Linked DNA regions of Rattus norvegicus: region 1 is linked to region 2. The links are chromatin contacts, called in public Hi-C maps. All regions are on one chromosome and are shown on one strand. The core of a region is the stretch at or near the end of the contact, and the rest is flanking DNA. Distances in the headings are between cores, read along the strand shown.

Region 1 (3,015 bases), core at 89-2,588, 180 kb before region 2:
TGCACAACCCTTCAGCTTTTCAGTGTAACATCTTTTCTGAGGTGAGTTTAGGTGTGGAAGAATACTAGCCTCACTTCAGTGGGAAAGAACCTTAACCTGGAGGTCCCCTAGGCCTGGGAAGACTTCGAATGACTTCAAGTTGTGAGAGCAGACGAGCTTCTTGGATGGAAGACTCACTGTCCTTTCATTCTGTTTGCCCTGCCCTTGTCAAGTGTCCCACTGTCTGCTGGGTATTAGAGATGAACAGGACCTGAGCTCATGGGCTCAACAGTGGCAGGCACAACCAGCAGCGTGTGGCAGACACCTTGTGTATGTCCCCTGCCTCATTCTCCGAGTGTCCTGGAAGTGGATCAGTCGTTCCGGCTGCAGAGGAGCTCCAGGCCCAGAGATGCCCTGCTCACGGCTTCTCAGCCAGTGGAGTACGTCCCACAGCTGCCTGAGGAACAGAGGAGCTCTGGCCCTCTCTGGAGCCTAGGTCATGTCCACCTGGGGCTCTAGAGTGCCAGAACTCTTGTGTCAGACAATAAATCCGCTGGCTGAGGCACCCATGGAAAAGGCTAGAAGAAATGCTCACTAGCTGGGCTGCACTGGCTGTTTCCAAGTCTTTCCCATTCCCATTCCTTTGGCTTCCTCCAGTAGTAGCTGCTGGGCATTTCCCTTGTGCAGGGGCCAAACCATCTGCTTTCTCTTACTACTCTGCCTAGGGCAGTGTGGATGGAGAAATGGTTCCTTGAGGTCTTGGCTGTGGGCAGAACACCATGTTCCACCCTGAAGTTCAGGACCAGCCCCTGCTCCTCACCAGCCTCCTCTGAGCCCTAAACTTCTGTGGAAAACTGGCCCCAAGAGATGCTTCTGCAAAGGGAACAGAGTCCACAATGCAGGTGCCTTCGCTTAGAGTTAGGCCTGGAAAGATGGTTAAAAACTCTGCTGGGGGCAGGGACCTAGGGCAGACCCCTTTGTCAGATTTCTCAATTCCAAAGGTCAACATGCCAACCATGTGGATGGGCTTCATTCTGTACCTGAGAAATAAGAAATTTTATGGAACTGGGGTAATGGAACCAAACAACCCCATTTTGTTATTAAGAGATTTTGAAAATAAGTAAAGTGACATTTGGACAACTTCATCAGGTACTTAAACAGAAAAACTTTAATTGGATTTTAAATGTTTTGTAAAGACAAATACAGAAAGTTCACTTTAGTTTCTACCTTGCAGTTCATTCCAGGTGAGGACACTAGGGGGCGCTCACACACCGTACTTAAGTGTGGTCAGTGCGGCACAATGAGACAAGTGCGGTTCAGAAGGAAGCTTTGGGCATCCTCCGCCCAAGCAATTATGGCAACCATGGATGTTGACCACCTGTGTCCCCATAAAGGGTGACACTGGACTCATTGTGAAGGTGGCTTTCCATGACTGGCTGTATCAACTTTCCTATGCTGTATATTCCCATCATGTGTAAACATCCCAAGGGAGGTGGCGCATGCTGCCTGTTGTCCATGCGGCAGGGAACCTGGCAGACTCCTTTTAAGACCCAGAGGTTCCCGAGCTCTTGAACTGAGCCTCCAACACTGTTCGCATGTGCGGAAGGAGCCTGTCTGCTGTGACAGAGGCAGTTAAGGGTTGAAGATGCAGGCTTCTTCCGGGGGTAGTGCTATAAATCTTTAATTTCAGCTCTTGGCATGCAAAGGAAGGTGGATTTCTATGTGTTTGAAGCCAGCCTGGTCTACATAGTGAGGCCCTGTCTTCAAACAAAACAAACAAACCAGCTTTGCTGGCTGATGCCTTGGGTGGAGCTAGTCTGCGGGGGGGGGGGGGGGGGGGGGGAGGAAAGCAGTGAGTGCATGGGAAGCATTTTAAAATTTTTCTTTCTTTTGGGTGCTTGTTTTCAATACACACATCCTGACCACCATAGTTTCCTCTCCCTCCTCTCTCCCCGGATCCACTAAGAGCAGGCCTATGGGTGGGGGCATCGCCTTAATACAGCATTAACAAGGTACAATAAGACCAGGCACAAACCCTATGTCAAGGCTGGATGAGGCAACCCAGCAGGAGGAGAGGGGGTCTAGGAGGTTGGCAAAAGAATCAGACACCCCCATTTCTGTTGCTAGGGATCCCACAGGAACACCATGCTGACAAGTACAACATACAGAGGACCTATGCAGGCTCGGTGATTGGCCACCTCAGTCTGTGAGCCCCCACGAGCCTGTTTAGTTGATTCTGTGGGTCGAGTTCCCCTGGCTACCTGCTCTCTCTGACTCATACAATCCCTTTTCCCTCTTCCTGCTTCTTCTGCTGGGTTCCCTGAGTTCCAAAGAACCTGATGGGAATCTCTAATTTGGGTTCTCTCTGCCTAATGTTTGGTTGTGGTTCCAGGCGTCTGCTTCCATCATCAGGCATCCTTTTCAAAATAATTTGATTCAGTTGGGATGTGTGTGTTGGGGGATGGTAGGTGTGCAGGTGGCCAGGTAACTTGCAGGAGTCAGCTCTCTTCCTTTCACACTGTAGGCCCTAGGGTTAGAAGTCTGTCAGTCTTTGTGGGAAATGCCTTTACCTCATTCAATGGGCCCTTCCTTTTCCTATGGCTGGCCTGGGAGTGTTCCTCATGTCAGGCCTGCTTTTCTAGCCTCTCTGCTGTTTACTAGGGCAGTTGCAGTGAGTGTAAGCCAAGCACCTCGTCTTTCTAGCACTGGAGCCTTCAGAGAACATCGAGAGCTGGGAGGAGTCTGCCTGCTCTGGGAACATTCTAACTGGTGTGTCCTCCTTGCCCAGGGTTCAAATGGCTGAGGAGGAGGAAGTACACTAAGGGTCACAACATAGTACCCTTACCCCTTTCAAAGACAGGGTCTGGTAATATTGCCCAGACTGCTCTTGGAACTCCTGGGCTTAAGTGACTCTCCTGCTGCAGCTTCCAAGTCACCAGGATTTGTGGTGTGGGCCAAGTTAGTTGGCTTTTTGTTGGTTTCTGTGATTGTGGCCCAAGTTCCAAAAGCTTTATGTTCCCGTCTCCTCATTTAGTC
Region 2 (2,958 bases), core at 233-2,732:
TCCTCTCCTAGGGAGTCTCAGAGAATCCCAGTATAGTAGAGAGTTGAGGGAAGCGGAACCAGAAAGGACAGGGTTCTTTCAAAAACACAGTTTTTAGATCCTTTTGGGAGAAGCAGGTGCCTGGGAAGGGCAGGAGACTCAGGATGCGGGCTCAGATGAGACAGAGCCAGCGCCTCTGCTGTAAATTGGAAGGGATTTAAGGATTGGGAAGTAGGAAGCCGGGGTGGCAGAAGTTAATGGAGTTACTGCTGTTTCTCAGAAAGAAGAAAGTCCCCTTCGGGGTTGGGCTTGGGAACCCGAGGGATTTTTCTCTCCCAATGGGAAAGGAAGAATTGAAAACCTCCGGGAAGCAATAGATTGTTAGAGGAAGCAATAGATTGTTAGACAGGGTCTGCGGAAGGCTCTCGAGTCCTACCTGCAGGTCCGTCCCATAGAAGGCAGCCATGGACGCATCAGCCACCAGAAGTATTTCCACGAAGCGAGCCTCGGATACAAATCTCTTGCTCCTAGTTTTGGATCCGAAGGGTGGTGTCACTTCGCGGGAGTCTTCTGTCTCTTTGCGCAACCCCTCTTTGTCCCGCTCCCTGTCCTCTTCGTTGTCACGTCTTCTCTGTCCCTGCCCATCACCCATCTCCACCTCCCATTCTAGTCCTTGAGGGAGGGGGAAGACCTCCGCGGCAGCGAGCCCGGGGTCCTCGCGGCGCTGTCCCGGCCCCCAGCGCTGCAGGCGATGCGGCTGGTCCAGGGAGTCCCCAGCGCCCTGTGGCTGGATGGTGAACTCCTCTCCAGCCAGCAAGAATGAGCCGCTCAGCCCACCACACAGGCTCATCGCCGCCAGCGACTCCCGCTCTCCATTCACTGTGCCAGAGAAGAAGCAGCCGCGCAGCCCCGGCTCGCCCCCGGCCGCCGCGCTCGAGCCCCCGAGTCGCTCGATCTTGAACTCCGGCGCCAGGAAGCTGGCGTCCGGCGCCAGGCGCAGCACGAAGCTCTGGCCGAAGGCGGACAGGTGGAAGGCGAGCTCGCTCGCGCTGCTGGGCAACCGCGTGGGCACCACTAGCTCCGAGGCCTGCGTCCGGGTTCCCGGCCTCGCCGGGGCGCCGCAGACGAGTGGTGGCGGCGGCAGCTGCAATAGCAGCAGCAGGAGGGGAGGCCACCGGGTGGCGGTGGGGTCGCGGAGCATGGGGGCAGAGGGCTGCGGAGCGGGGGAGAGGGAAAAAGACTGCCGCGCTCGGGCAGGTGCTGGTGGCCCGAGGCGGCCGGGCCGCTCTGTCCAGGAAAAATGATCAATCGGATGAGGAGACCCACTCGGCCAGCGGCAGCAGGCGTGGCGGTCCCCTGGCGGCCCCTCTGGATCGCGCAGCCCGCTCCTCCTGCGCCAGCCAAGCCAGCCAACCTACAGAACTCGAGCAGCTGGCGCCCCGGGCTGCGAGCGCGCGTCCTCCGCGGCGTCCCGTGCAGTCGCCTCCTTCCTCGGGAAACACCGAGTGGGCTGCCGAGCCCTTAGTATTTATACTTCCTTCCCGGCTTTGACATAAGAGGTTTATTTTTGATCGCTCACTATTCCCGTTTCCCCTCCCCTGGGGTCAGAGACAGAAACAGAAAAGGAGAGGAGGGGAAAAAAGGGATGAAATGTAAAACCAATCAGGAGTCAGTGAGCCCCTCCCGACAGTTAAGTAGTTAAGTGTCAACTACAGCTTTTTTTCCCTTTCTACATGACCACGTGAAGACCCACGCCAATTCCTGTAATGCTGGACACTCTCTGAAGGCAAGTCCTGGATGGGAGAGACACTAGCTTCTTCTTGTGCTAGAGCTAGGTGCTGGGGACAGACACACTCTGCACTGGTCTCAGCGACAGTATTCAGATTCCTGTACAAACCTGGCAGTGTTAAAAGAGGTTTGTGGGGAAGGTTCTAAAGTCCTTAACGGTCAAATACAAAGTGAGAGGTGGGAAAGTCATACTGAAACCACACTGTCCATTAAGAACCACCGCAGAACTTTAAGAATGCCACTGGTCAAGGCTGGCAAGGACGCTTAATGGCTTGCTTCTGAGCATAGTGGGGTGAAAGGCTACCACCAGCAAGGCAAAATAAATTCAACACCACTAATTTCCCATTTCCTATTGGTAGGAAGTACTTCACCAGTCTGCCTTCTGACATACAGTTCTTCCAGTTGCCTTGGTGACATGGGGAAAGGTGGCCAGGTCCCTTCGATGGCATTGCCCACAGCTCCAAATACATATCAATGTGTAAGAAGTTAACTCACTCTGCCATACACCACACCTTCCTGCCGAAGAGAGTGGGATCCAGGAAGAGTGATGGCGGTCTTAAGACCACAGAACGCAACATTTGTATCCACTACATTATTAAGGGTGCAGGTCCAGATTGAACTCAGAATCATGTTCTCTCAGTACCAGTACAATTCCCAGGCCCCTGCCCTGCGTCCTTTCTGAGTGGCAAATTACGGAGGGCACAGCACTTGGCAGCTAGCCTATTCCCAACTACGACGCAGCTTTTTGCTTATGTGGACAGAGGGTGCCTACAGCAGAGTCTTCTTTCCGTTTAGCCAGCCCAATCCATTTCTGTAGCTGTGAAGGATTCCTTAGGGCTTGTTACCCACGAAGAGGAGGCTCTTAAAGTGACGTATGTCACTACAGAACCTAGGGAAAGGCCCCGACACCCCAAGTTCTCTCCATTTTAATAGCAGTGCAAAGGAGCGGTTGAGAACCTTCAAGGTGCAGAATCTCCTTCTTTTCCTATACAGAGAACTGGAAGTTTGGGTGAAACACTCCTAGAGGCAGGGGAACGGGAAGCATCTCTGCTTTTTACCAAAAATGAGCAAGATGCTCATCCCTCAACAGTTTAATATCCCTGGGACAGTGTGACCTGTACAGTTAAATGGGCAATCCCATTCGCCTCAGGGCTGTGGTGACATTTCAATTACTGGTCTTTGCTATTAAGT

The links. Hi-C and Micro-C count contacts between places; a contact is called where the count stands out from the background.
Region 1: a Hi-C map of prefrontal cortex shows a contact between it and region 2, with 7 times the contacts expected there. The contact joins the enhancer-like site here to the promoter of Adamts8 in region 2. A contact is called at or near these places in 12 of 12 Hi-C or Micro-C datasets (the A7r5 cell line, the Rat2 cell line, Schwann cells and 7 more) and 1 of 1 datasets of contacts at active chromatin or transcription factors (oligodendrocytes).

The regions. Positions count from the first base shown.
Region 1 is chr8:37,789,649-37,792,663 of GRCr8, reverse strand. No RefSeq gene overlaps it. Among named protein-coding and RNA genes, the nearest start is that of St14, 49 kb to the left of the region's middle. Within about 2 kb of position 1,338, at least 20 of the 93 cell types and tissues checked have an H3K27ac peak or open chromatin away from gene starts, as enhancers often do. A contact at or near this core is called in prefrontal cortex, where this site is marked.
Region 2 is chr8:37,605,525-37,608,482 of GRCr8, reverse strand. It overlaps Adamts8 (ADAM metallopeptidase with thrombospondin type 1 motif, 8), which reads right to left and starts at 1,482. Exons shown (of 9, transcript NM_001427178.1): 1 at 416-1,482. The coding sequence starts at 1,180. LOC120094102 (a long non-coding RNA gene) reads left to right here. Exons shown (of 4, transcript XR_005488031.2): 2 at 1-1,538; 3 at 1,727-2,958.